Regions from separate parts of the Arachis hypogaea genome. Here region 1 is linked to region 2. Evidence: chromatin contacts called from public Hi-C data. All regions are on one chromosome and are shown on one strand. Each heading gives the region's core, a stretch centred on a gene start, on an enhancer-like site or on the middle of the called end of the contact. The rest is flanking DNA. Distances are from core to core; before and after follow the strand shown.

Evidence for each region. A called contact is a pair of places that touch in the nucleus more often than the background predicts.
Region 1: a contact with region 2 is called in a Hi-C map of an unstated tissue, with 2.4 times the contacts expected there. The contact joins the promoter of LOC112696108 here to the enhancer-like site in region 2.

The regions. Positions count from the first base shown.
Region 1 is chr6:12,964,936-12,971,726 of arahy.Tifrunner.gnm2.J5K5, forward strand. LOC112696108 reads left to right here and starts at 3,565. Exons shown (of 1, transcript XM_025748712.2): 1 at 3,565-4,338. The coding sequence starts at 3,596. The coding sequence ends at 4,240.
Region 2 is chr6:12,909,811-12,916,869 of arahy.Tifrunner.gnm2.J5K5, forward strand. No RefSeq gene overlaps it. Among protein-coding and RNA genes, the nearest start is that of LOC140173606, 13 kb to the right of the region's middle. Within about 2 kb of position 3,776, at least 1 of the 3 cell types and tissues checked has open chromatin away from gene starts, as enhancers often do.

The DNA of each region.
Region 1 (6,791 bases), core at 2,315-4,814, 55 kb after region 2:
CTTTCATATAATTTTATTTTCTATAGTACATACTGTGTATGTGGAGAGAGATATATGTACATAGAACAGTCTCTTTCATAATCAATATACAAAGTCTCACATATTGTTTTTAAGCTAATAATAGAGTGCACGTAATTCGCCAATGTCTTCATCAAATCCAAATTATATATTCAAAGTCAGTCAAAGACCTTAGTTTCATAATAAAGATAAGAAAAAAATATAGATTATAGGGGGACATGTCTCGATATTAAGATTTGAGAGATAATCCTGAGTCGGCAGGTCAGCATTCTATTGTAAAAAAATGGAAAAAGAAAAAAAAAAGGAAGAAAGTGAGAAACAATGTAGCCAAAACGTGAATACGCAATCTGACCCTAATAATTTTTTTTTAAGGATGGCGAGATTTTGAATCAATTTTTTTTTCAGTTTTTAATATTTAATTTTATGAAATTAAATAATTTTTTTATCAATATTTTTTTTAAAAATATATTTATATAAAAACAATTTAAAATGTACTAATATTTTTTAATTTTACGCAATAAATTTATTTAATATATTTAAAAAATTTAATAAAAATAAAAATTAAACTGTCTTGATAATTATCTTTAAAAGACAATAAGACTTTCAATAAAAAGAAATTTGTTAATAATTCTAGTTAATTTTTAATGGATAAATCAACTGTTTAACATGTCATGTAAACTTATTCCGTTAATACAAATAAAAAATATTAACAAAGTATCATAAAAATAAATATTAAAGGCAAAAAAAGTATTTATTTTTGTTGAGAACATCATTATTTCTCAAAATAATTGTCAAAAGTCGTTTATGATTTTTTTCAAAAATTAAATAAAGAAGGAAGTTCCGATATTGCCTAATTTAATTTCAAAAACTATACAAGGTAAACAAAAATTCGATGTTTATACACGTTTTAAAAATTATATTATTAAAAAATATAAAACTTTACAATAATATTATTATTTATGTTTTTGTTATGTTATTATTACTATTTTTTGCTGCTATTAATATTTGAAAGCATTACCCAATCTCACATGGTTCAAAATTAAAAAATCAATAGCTAATATAAATATGAAATTATTCTCATATTTCAAAATTAAAAATCTATAGCCACTTATTTTGAATTCTTTTATGAAGAGTGTTAGAGAGACAGTAAATTTTGTGAGTTATAGCCATTAATTAATCATCAATAATATATTTAATAGTGTAAGATTTTATCTAATAATAAAAAATTACTCATTTTTATTTTGCTGACTAAGTATTGTTCAAATTTTAACAAATCTGCTAGCCCTAGACTTCTCCTTCTTTTATTGCAGAAGATGCAAAATCATAATCCTTATAAGTGTATTGTTAGTTGATTATTAATTATTAACGTGTGAACCAATTATCCATATAAGATTAATTAGGATGATAACAAATTTTGCTATCTACCTTTGCCTACTTTTTGTCAGATTTGTTTTTAAATATATAAATTGTATTGTTTTATTTTCGTGCATGAAACGGAGCCATTTACATTGTATGTGTCTACTTACCACTCGATTTTTAGTTCTTTAATTTGAAGGGAAGATAGAGACAAGAGTTCTTTGATACTTGATAGCGCATGCATACTTATCAATCCAGGTTAATTACTTTTCAATTTGATTTAAGTCGGTAACTAACCCCACCTTAATTAATTGTCATATAACACATGTTATTAATTAAATAGTTTTAAGACTTAAATGCATAAAATGATTTTAATTAGCAAACCCTATCATATTTTTCCTAAATCATTTTTGGTAAAAGTATAAAATTATATATTCTTACTATTATTATTTATTATTATAATTGTGCATGTGGATTATTGTTAGTCTAATATTATCGTTGTATTTTAATAGATTCTATATAATTTAATTTTTTTTCTTCTTCTTTCTTATTTTTTGTTGCTGCTACTTTTTTATTTTTTTATAATTTTTTTGAAGAAAAAAATCAAACAAAAAATACATAATATTATAAAATCAATAAAAAGAGGAGGAGAGAAAAAAATATAGTATCAACACCAGTAATAAAAAGAACGACACACAAAAAAAAAAGAATACGAAGAAAGAAAAATATAAAAAAAGAAGAGGAGAAGGAGGAAAGCGAAATACAAACATTTATAAGTAAATTTTGTTGGGTTAGAATTAATTTGTTTAGATTTATTTGCCAAAAAAATTTGTATATATAACGAGACTGATTAATTAAATAATTTTAAGACTTAAAATGCATAGAATGTTTTTGATTAGCAAATCCTATCATATTTTTCCTAAATCATTTTTAGTAAAAGTATAAAATTATTCTTACTATTATTATAATTGTGGATGTGGATTATTGTTAGTCTAAATATTATCGTTGTTATGCTGATCTATTTTCTTACGTCAACCAGTGACACATGTTCTTCTCAGAGTGATACTAATACTACATAAGATAAGGCAAAATAATTAATTAAAGATCTACGTAAATAAGGTATCAAAGTACGTACGCATATACCATAAGTTCCCAACTTTGGATGCAAATTAAATTTACTAGTAGTTTGAACGAAAGTTCTTAGCAATAAGCCATTAAGACCACTACTTGTCTGTGTTCTTCAAGCATTAATTAGATTAAATGAATCATTTATTTAATCCTGGTTCTTCTCCTACGTACTAGTAGCTATTGGAATAATCAATAATTAAATAATTCTAATACGGTTCTTAATGCGCTGGCGATTCTTAAGCCTTAATCACCGTTCTCGAACGGCTTAACAGTACTACGCTATATATACAATAGATTTATGGATTTTTAATTGAAATAAAATAAAAAATTATTTTTCCAAATCTAATTTTTTAATTTTAATTTTTTAAATATGATTTTTTTTTTGCATTTAGAACAAGTTTCTGCACCTCGACGAATTCTATAATTTATATAGAATTCGCCTGATCTCTGCCGAACTTTTATATTTTTTATAGAGTTCGTTTTATCTCCTAACGATCTTTAATATGCTTCTTTGTATATATTACAATTTATAACTAACAAAGTTGAATTAGTCCCGTAATTAACTCACTAGTGTATTTAAGCAAAATGTCGAAAATTTGAAATCCAACCTAAAAGATACTGACAAAAAATAATAATAATAAAAAAAATTAAATTTATTTTATTTAATATTTATTAATTCTAATGAGAATTAATAAAATAAATTTTGACGGTTTTTATTTTATCTTTTTTATTATCAAGTATTGAAAAAAAATGTATATATTCATCAAGTGGCATAGATCACAAATTAAACTAAACTATATCCAAAAAAATTTGAACCGGGCAAGCGGGTATCTTATCCCAAGCAAGCATATCCAGAAAAGAAAAAAGAACAATGGCATGCTATTACTGCATTTTTTACTATTTAATTCTTTTTATTTTTTCCACAGGAAAAAGATAATTAATGGCATAGTCCTTTAAATAAACTAAAAGCGAAAGGGCAAAAATGGAAATAAGGGAAGACCATTTTTCACACCTTATATATATAAATAAGAGAGCATAGTGTTATATGTATGTATAGTTGTATATCCACCTGCCACAAAGAAAAAGAGAAAAAATGTTTAGCCACTCATCAAATGTGAGAAGCAATAATAATAATAATAACAATAATCTTCAAGTATTCTCAGTGAAAGCATCAACACTACCATCATCATCATCTTCAACTTCAACCTTAAGCTCCATGAAACTAAAGAGAATCATCCACACCCTAATAGTCTCCCACATGTGTAGAATCATTCGTGCACTATCTAAGGTCAAGGAATTTATGCTTGACATTCTCAATAACCCTACCAATAATATTATTCACTTTCCCTACACTTCTTCTTCGTCGCAAAAAAAGCGCCGCAATAAGATTATAATGGGATCTTTTAGGCTTCATTATAATTGGTGCTCTTCGAAATCGTCACATGTTTTGCCGGTTCCTCAACGGGTCTATGAAGGGTTATGCTGTGAAGAATCATCAACAACTCAGAGTAACAATGGTGGTGAGGATTGTCCCGATTTGCAACTTGCAGGGTATCTAAGGTGGCTTGAGGAGAAGAAGGTTCAAGAAGGTGAAGAGAAAGAGAAAGAGAAAGAGAAAGAGATGAATGAGATTGATGTGTTGGCTGAAATGTTCATTGCGAATTGCCATGAGAAGTTCAGGTTGGAGAAGCAAGAATCTGATAGAAGGTTTCAAGAGATGTTAGCTCGAAGCATGTGAATTGAAAAGAAAGAGAGATGAATAATAATGTTGTGTTTTTGGATCCATGTTTTGCTAATTAATTTTCTTGCTTTTGCTATATACTTCACTTCACTACTTATTCACCTTGTTAATTTCTTTATTTCCTCTATCTTCTCACATTGGAATTTGGGTTGTTAATGATTAATTGTTATGATTAGTGTGGGAAATAGGGTTAAGTATCTGATCTGCCTTTTTTGGTTGCAACTTTAATTTTCAAAAGATGGAAGGGAGGGAGATCGGAGAAGGGTACATCACTAATCAGAGATGGGAACTTGTGCAATATAATTCTCTTCTCTATCTATGTCTTCACATACCCATCATGCTCATGCCTTTAACTTTTTAACTCATGCCTTTAACTTTTTAACTTGCAATTCTTTTCTTCCTTTTTTTTTTTAATTATATCATAGCACTTTGCTAGTTTCTTGTTTCATATTAAGATATCTACTTCTTCGTCTTTGTGTGAATTTTGCGTAATTTTTGATAGCATGTCGTCAAATTATTATTTTTTAATTTAAATTAATAAAAAATATATAAATAATTATATCTCTAATAATGTTTTTTACAATTTTTATTTTTTCATTAAAAAAAAAACTATGTGGATCTACTTAGCAATTCTTTGCTGTAGCAATGCAAGAGTTATGTTCATATATGACATATATAAAGGAAACTATTATTTCATATCATCTTTAGAAATCTTAGCTTATAAATTTGGTCATTCGTAGATATAATAATTTAAAAAATTAATTTTGTTAGAGAACTAATAATTTTTTATAAACAATAAAGAGAAATAAAAATACATTATTAACCGAAAAAAAAATTCTATCAGAAAAAGTGTTTAATAAGTATTTAATTTTCAAATATGAACTAAGTTTTAGGATATATGGATTCTCAAGCAGAAATAAAAAAAATAATAATGAAAAAAAAAAAAGCCTTATAGATTTATACGGCTCCTTGTCTTCCGGACGTATATATAACTAAATTGTGGGGAATACATTTTATCCATTGTCAAAACGAATTTTGGCATTGCATGCTTGTTTCTTAGTGCATGCTTGGTTGCTGCCAAAAAAAACATAAACATCATGTTTCTTGTACATATATATTATTATTATTATTATTGCCATAGTTGTATTAACTACATAATACATTGTATGAAATATTTTAAACCTAGCATTTTTCTTATTCTTTATGGTATTTATTTAGCTGCCCCTAGTTTCATCTCCTATTGTATAATTTATTGGGAGAGTATGATATTTTAACCCTTGAAGCTTCCTACTTCCAACTTTCCTACCGTATCTCATGCTGATTGCACATATCTTAGGTAGTGTTTGTTTTACAGTACTGGGACAGAGACTGAGACGACTAAGAGACTGAGACACAGTATCATGTTTGTTGGCTCAGAGACTGGTACTAAAGTTTCTGTCTCTGTCCCCAAAATTTCAGTATTTCAGTGCCTCCAAAATGTAGGGACACAGGGGACTGATATTTTTAGAAACAAAGACCGAAACTTTAATAACATTTTATACCTAAAATATTCTCATTTTAATTAATTAATTCCAATTTTATCCTTTGTGTAAATTAAATTAGAATTTTATTCTTGTTTCAATTTTTGTCTCTCACTTGGCACCAAACAGAATACTAAAACTTATTTCAGTCTCTGTCTCTTAGTCTCTGTCTCTCAGTCACAGTCTTTCAGTATCTGTCTCTCCACCAAACGCTACCTTAGGCACATGTCAGTTTTAGGCCACATGATATGAATTTATGACCATGGTTTTTTTTTGCTACCTTCATTTTCATAACAAGTTTTGTTTCTATATGCCACTTCTTCAATTAAGAGTGGACTCATTCTCACCTACTCCAACCTTATAGTCCCCACATATATTTTTCCCTTATTCCTATTTTTTTTTTTTATTATTTGGGGTAAGAAAAAGTTGAAAAAGGAAAGCGAGATAGTATTAGGAAAGGTACAAATTAAAATATGCTTTATGTACCACACTAGGCGGAATAGAAGAAGATACATACAGTTCTTCTTGGGGTTCATGGTCATGAATAGAATCTTATTATTAATCTTAATTAACACTGATTTAGATGATAATTATATTAAAATAATTATGATGGTCCCCTGTTAGGTGTAGATAAGTGCATAGATCATGATGCACGCATCCAAACTCGCTACAGGACAGCTAGACATACATAGGTTAATTATTGAAACAAAAGATGATGATATATAGTTATAGTAGTGATAGATCCAACATATATAGTACCCTTTTCATCCAAAATCATGTTTTGCAAGTAAAGTAATAATATTAAATGAATAAGCTTATCGAGTTTAATTTGATGCTGTGATATAGTAAAATATTTTACGTAATCATTAAATTATATATTCGTTTTTTTGAATAATTATTTATATAATTAATATATGTATAAAATTATTTTATATTATTGATAAATCAAAATTAAATTGTAAATTTGTCAATTATTTTAAAGGTATCTTTGTGATGATAATTTAAATTAGACTAAATTTTTATAATGG
Region 2 (7,059 bases), core at 2,526-5,025:
TAGAATGCACATTATTGATTAAGAATTCTTTTGTGATTTTGAGAGTTGGTATGAGCATGTAAGCTAACAAAAAGTAAACAACAATTAATCAAGATAAAAGTCTTGGCCAATGGTGAGCATTGGAAGTTCCATCATTATAGTTTTCTTTAATTGTATTAACAATTGAGTGTTGCTTCACTTAGTTGACCCCTAATTATGGAGAAAAGTCAAGTGAAAGTAACTAACTTGAGTCACAAGTCTTAGTCTAGAGTGAATGAATCAAAGTAACAAAGTGTTCATAGATCTAGAGTGAATGAATCAAAAGAACACAAATTGAGAGTAGGAGAAGAGTAGATCTACAACTTGTATCAAAACAAAAGTGAATTAGCAATTGATCTCACCAAGAAATCCAAGGAGAATTGCAATGGAGAATGAAATCCTAGAGAGAGGTTGGAACTTCTCTCTCTACAAAATGTAACTAACTAATGAAAAACATATAGAAAATGTGTCTAATGAGTGAATGGATTTCAAGCCCTTCAATCCTTGGTCTTCTTATGCTCTTCCCGCCAGAACCCTACCCCAAAACAGGGTTAGAAACTGCCTGAAATCGCTGGTCATGTTTTCTTCTTAAAAAATCACGTGCGGCCATCGGCACGTACGCGCACAGCACGCGTACGCGTCCCTGGGGTTTTTGTGATCCGCGCGCAGGCGTGAAGTATGCGGGCGCGTCCCTGGAGGTTTTGGTTCAGCCGCTAAATACGTCGGCTCCTGGCTTCGGCTCCCTCGCGCTGGTCACAACGGCGCGCATCCGCGCGTGCGCGCTAGGTGCGCGCGCACGTCCTTGCTCAAAATTCCAAATATCCAATTTTCATGCTCCTTCCCTTTATGCATGCTTCCATCCTCTCCTCCAAGCCATCCTAGCCCTATAATTTCTGAAATCACTTAACGCACGGATCACGGCATCGAATGGTAATAGAGGAGGATTAAAATATATCTAATGCAATGCAAAAGAAGCATGTTTTCATCCATGAGGCAAAATTGGGAGAGGAACACAAAATCATGCATTTTTATATGAGTAAGTGTGAAAGATCATTGATAGAATCCTCAAAATCTATACAAGATAAACCCTAAAAACGGGGTTTATCAACCTCCCCACACTATTGGAATTGCCTTAGAATGCACATTATTGATTAGGAAGTCTTTTGTGATTTTGAGAGTTGGTATGAAAATGTAAGCTAACAAAAAGTAAACAACAATCAATCAAGATAAAAGCCTTGGCCAAGGGTGAGCATTGGAAGTTCCATCATTATAGTTTTCTTTAATTGTGATAACAATTGAGTGTTGCTTCACTTAGTTGACCCCTAATTATGGAGGAAAGTCAAGTGAAAGTAACTAACTTGAGTCACAAGTTTTAGTCTAACCCTTGGGAAGTCTAGCTTTAGTGTCCTCCAAGTCAATTAGCAATTCTCAATTCCTAATCAACAATTGATATCCACTACTCAAGTGTCTCCAATAACTCAACCCCTAAGCCAAGTAAGGAAATTCTACTCCATAGCTAGGGTTATCATTTCATCAAACATTTGGTGAGCATTCATAGAAGACATCATGAAATTGAGAGAAAAGAGTTGAATTCAAACAACAATCATCAAACAATCAAACAATTACAATTGATGAATATGAAAATACCTCAATTCATTGATCCAAATCAAAGTAACAAAGTGTTCATAGATCTAGAGTGAATGAATCAAAAGAACACAAATTGAGAGTAGGAGAATAGTAGATCTACAACTTGTATCAAAACAAAAGTGAATTAGCAATTGATCTCACCAAGAAATCAAAGGAGAATTACAATGGAGAATGAAATCCTAGAGAGAGGTTGAAACTTCTCTCTCTACAAAATGTAACTAACTAATGAAAAATATCTAGAAAATGTGTCTAATGAGTGAATGGATCCCAAGCCCTTCAATCCTTGGTCTTCTTGTGCTCTTCCCGCCAGAACTCTGCCCCAAAACAGGGTTAGTAACTACCTGAAATCGCTGGTTACGTTTTCTTCTTAAAAAATCACGTGAGGCCATCGGCGCGTATGCGCACAGCACGCGTACACGTCCCTGGGGTTTTTGTGATCCGCGCACAGACGTGAAGTATGTGGGCGTGTCCCTTGAGGTTCTGGCACAGCCGCTAAATACGTCAGCTCCTGACTTCAGCTCTCTCGTGCTGGTCACAACGGCGTGCATCCGCGCATACGCGCCAAATGCGCGCACGCGTCCTTGCTCAAAATTCCAAAGATCCAATTTTCATGCTCCTTCCCTTTATGCATGCTTCCATCCTCTCCTCCAAGCCATCCTAACCCTATAATCTCTGAAATCACTTTAACGCACGGATCACGGCATCGAATGGTAATAGAGGAGGATTAAAATATATCTAATGCAATGCAAAAGAAGCATGTTTTCATCCATGAGGCAAAATTGGGAGATGAACACAAAATTATGCATTTTTATATGAGTAAGTGTGAAAGATCATTGATAAAACCCTCAAAATCTATACAAGATAAATCCTAAAAACGGGGTTTATCAACCCCCACTAACCCAGCACGATTTACGTGCATATATACACCCCTCAGCAGCCTAGAACGATTCATGTGTTAAGACCCAAACCCTACTTACCTTCCCACGAGTAAAGTCTCATTCGTGAGAGACCCCATTAACGCCGAGGAGGGTAGTGGAGGGGAGGAGAGCTACGGGGAAAAATTGAAGGAAGGGTGTAGTCGGCGGCGATGGAGGGTTGGTTAGGTCGGGGAAGAGGTGGCGTCTGGTGGACGGCGTTGACGGTGGACGACGGCGGCGGTTGAAGGTTTTGTTGGCGGTGGTTGAATGCTGGTTTGGTGGCGTTGGAGGGCGGTGCAAGATGGCGAGGAACGAAGGTAACATGTACCGATTGAACGGCATCGCGCACATGGCAGGTTTTATCGACGAAGAGGTTAGTGGTTAATTTGTTTTACAACTGATATAGTCAATGACGTTGATGTGTTTAGTTATAAGAATGTGATTCTTTTGAAAAAAAATGCTTGTTGTGTTAGAAATTTGTAAAACGTTAAGGTTAACATGCTTAGGATAGGTATGGTTCATGTTTGGTTTAGGGCTGAGGTTGATTTCTTATATATGTTTTTTGTTGTTGTGCGATGTTGAGTTGTGACTGACTGTGCTTGTTATTCTGTTATCAGCCAACCCGATATGTACAAACTATCCATAGGTAACAAAGATGATATTGCATGACCGTATTATGCCTTACCTAGATAGCGCCGGGTTGCTGCATGTTGCTAGGCTGAATGATTATTGGTTTAAGCTGGATTAGCCACTGATTAGTGCCTTTGTTGAGCGATGGCGTCCAGAGACTCACACTTTTCATATGCCATTTGGGGAGTGCACTGTGACTTTACAGGATGTGGCATATCAATTCGGCTTCCCTGTTGATAGATTTCCAGTTAGTGGTTGTCTCAGTGACTTTGAGCAGTTGATGGAGGGTGGAAAGCCTGCGTGGCAGTGGTTTGAAGAGTTGTTCGGTGAACTTCCTCCTGAGGACTATATCGATGAGTTCACCGTGTCGTATGGCTGGTTCCAAAACAGGTTCAGAGGGGTTGTGGTTCGCTACCTAGTGGGTTTGGCGGTGGGGGTTTCGGGGGGGGTTAAGACGTCGACACTGTTCTCTGACTTCTGCAGTCCGAACCAGATGGAGCAGGTATTTGGTGTGGGTAGTGATTTTTTTGCTGAGATACGGGAGTTTTCCAGCACAGATGGTGATTATAGGCCTCAGTTTGATGGTGATTATACCGCCGTCGCCCACCGTCAATGCTGTCCACCGGACGCCACCTTTTCCCCCACCTAACCAACCCTCCACCGCCGCCGACTATACCCTTCCTTCAATTTTTTTCCGTAGCTCTCCTCCCCTCCACTACCCTCCTTGGCGCTAATGGAGTCTCTCACGAATGAGACTTTACTCGTGGGAAGGTAAGTAGGGTTTAGGTCTTAACACATGAATTGTTCTAGGCTGCTGAGGACGTCAATCGTGTTGGGTTGGTGGGGGTTAGGTTTTCACATAAATTGTCCTAGGGGCTTGTGGGGTTGGGATTTGCACGTAAATCGTGCTAGGTGGTAGAGGGTTAGGGAGAAGCACGTAAATCGTGCCAGGATAGAGTGTTTTAGGTTAAAACGCATAAATCAGATTAGCCTAGGACGATTTACATGTTATTTCTAACATACAATGGGCTAGAACGATTTATGCTTTATTCAGCTATGCAATTCATGCATAAATCGTCCCAGAATACAATGATTAATATATGGATTAAAACATACGAGTCTAGGACGATTTATATATTATAAGGTTTAGGAGATTCACGTTCAAGAAAATCATTTAGAAGAATCAGGTAATATAGTAGGTCAAATAATTTATTTAAATAAAAAAGCCATTTGCTGAATATGTATAGAATATATGCACTACTACTGCGCATTCATAAATGTCTATTGTCTCTAGTACTACTATAACTATGATCTATTAAAAAAATAATTTAAATTTATATATTATTTTCCTTCAAATTAAATTAAATATAATGATGACTAAATAAGGTACAATAAATGTGGAGACTGGAGAGTATGAATAAGAATTAAGAAGTATCATTATTTCTAATCAGTGCCTTGGCCAGTTGTAAAGCTGCTAGCTAGCAACAACTTTTCTATTTTCCATCAATTTGTTTATTTAATTATGGTTAGCATTTTAATTAGAGTAGGATGATAATCAGATCTTTAAAAATTTTAATTTTGGATTAATTAATCTTAAAAAAATATCAATTATATTTTTCATAATAGTAAATAATGAAACAAAATGAAATTGTTCATATATATTCTTTTGTTATTTTTTGAGTTTTCATATAACATTTATTGACTACTCTCTATATACTATGATGTAATTAAAACAGGTAAAATTTTATTTCAAAAGTTATTATTTACGTGATGATTTTTCATAAATAGACACGTCACAATAATTAATAGTACATATAAACACTATTGCTAAATTTTACGCGATAAATTGATAGAAATACATGTCCATCATTTATTATCATAAAGGATCAAATTAATGATTTTCTTTAAAGACCAATTAGTTTGAGATCAAAATTTTTAAATATATAGTTGTTGCTTTACTCTTTTAATTAAAAGAAAATAAAGAGTGACTGGAGAGGATGTGGAGGTTCGAAATCAACCCCCTCTTTTCACACCCTCGAAGCTAAAAATATCACTCTTTTTATTCAGTCTGTTTGACATAAAGTATCTGCAAGACAAGCTAAGAATTTCAATTCAAATGGTTAGTTTTTGATGAAAAACAAAATACAGACCAAGTTGAAACAATTAAAGTAGTTAAGCACTTGTGATGAACTTTAGTAAGAAGTTCCGCCTATAAACGAAAACAAAATGATATAGATTAAGTTAATAAAGGTGTATCATCATTCATGATAGACTGTGTATATGATATTGATGTACATCATTGTATCTTTAGTTACCTCTGCCTCGAATTGCTGGTACCCTTGAGCTGAAGGGGAGAGTATTTTGACAGCTACTTGGATGTTACGTGATCTTTATTCCATTTAATTTTCTACTCATTTTGCACTACATTCGAATATCATTTCAGCAACTTTAACTTTATTTATTTGATACTGTACTTGAGCCATTCACCATATTACTTGAATGAAAAGACTCAAAGAGTGATGTATATTGCTTTGGAGTTGTTCTACTTGAGATGATTATTACTGGCCAGCCTGCAATCACTAATTAATGTCTCCTTTGGTAGTTCTAGTGGGGAGAGTTCACTGTTAAGGTAGCAATTATATATACCAAAGTTTCTGTGATAATCATCGATTGTTTGAATGCAATTAACTCCTTTGCTTCATTAACCATGTAGTTCATTGCATAAAAGATACATTAAAAAAAAGAGAAAGAAAACCAACAAATGATTGATCATTAAAAAGGCAGAAGGATTGCATGTAAGTCCAAGTTGACATGGAGAATGACAGTAACAGTCTTATTTATTTTGGGACAGTCAACTTTATAAATCACCCAACTTATTGTTGTAATACATCACTTTCCACTTGCAATTGTGCCTTGATCTTATTTAATATTACCCTATTAACAAGCTTGATCCTAGACAATCAAGCTCTTAATTACCTGGCCTGAGGAGTGGATTTTTTTTGTACATTCACAAAGACTAGTTCAACAGATGAATCTCCATTACTTTTGTTGCCACCACCACCATATTTTGTTCGACTTAATTCCATTTCCAAAGCGTTCTTGAGTTCAATCAATACCTCACTCATGATTGGTCTTTCATTTGAGCTTTGTGACACACAAGCCATTGCTGTTTCCACAACCTTCCAGGCAGAGCTACAGTCAAAGTCTCTCCCTAACCTCGAGTCAACAATGCCATGGATATCCCCTCTCTCCACCACCGAACTAACCCAATGACTTAAGTGAGTTTTCTCATCATCATCATTATTATCTTCTGCCATTCTTATTGCTGCTTGACTTGTGATTAACTCCAAAAGAACAACTCCAAAACTATAAATATCACTTTTTTCTGTTAATCTGCTTGATTGGTAGTAACTGCAAAATTTTTTAAAAAAAATTTACAAATGTTAAATTGTACAATGCATTTCCATCAAACTTTATGATTAGTATCAATCACCTTGTATTTTCTTGGAAAATACTGACAAATTCTAGATAAGTAATAATTTTTTTCTTATTTTTGTCTTACTTTTTAACTAATACTAATCAATTTTTTTATGCTAAAAGTGTTATCTCTCTGACATTATCCAAAAATAATTGGATTACTTACTTGGGGTCCAAGTAACCAGCAGTGCCGGCAACAACAGTTGAAACATGACTGCCCCCATCGATTGGGATAATCTTTGACAAACCGAAATAAGATAATTTTGCATGTAAGTTTTCAGTCAACAAAATGTTTGAAGCTTTTACATTTCTGTGGATTATAGGTGGTTTGCAACTATTGTGTAAATATTCCAATCCTGATATTAAATAT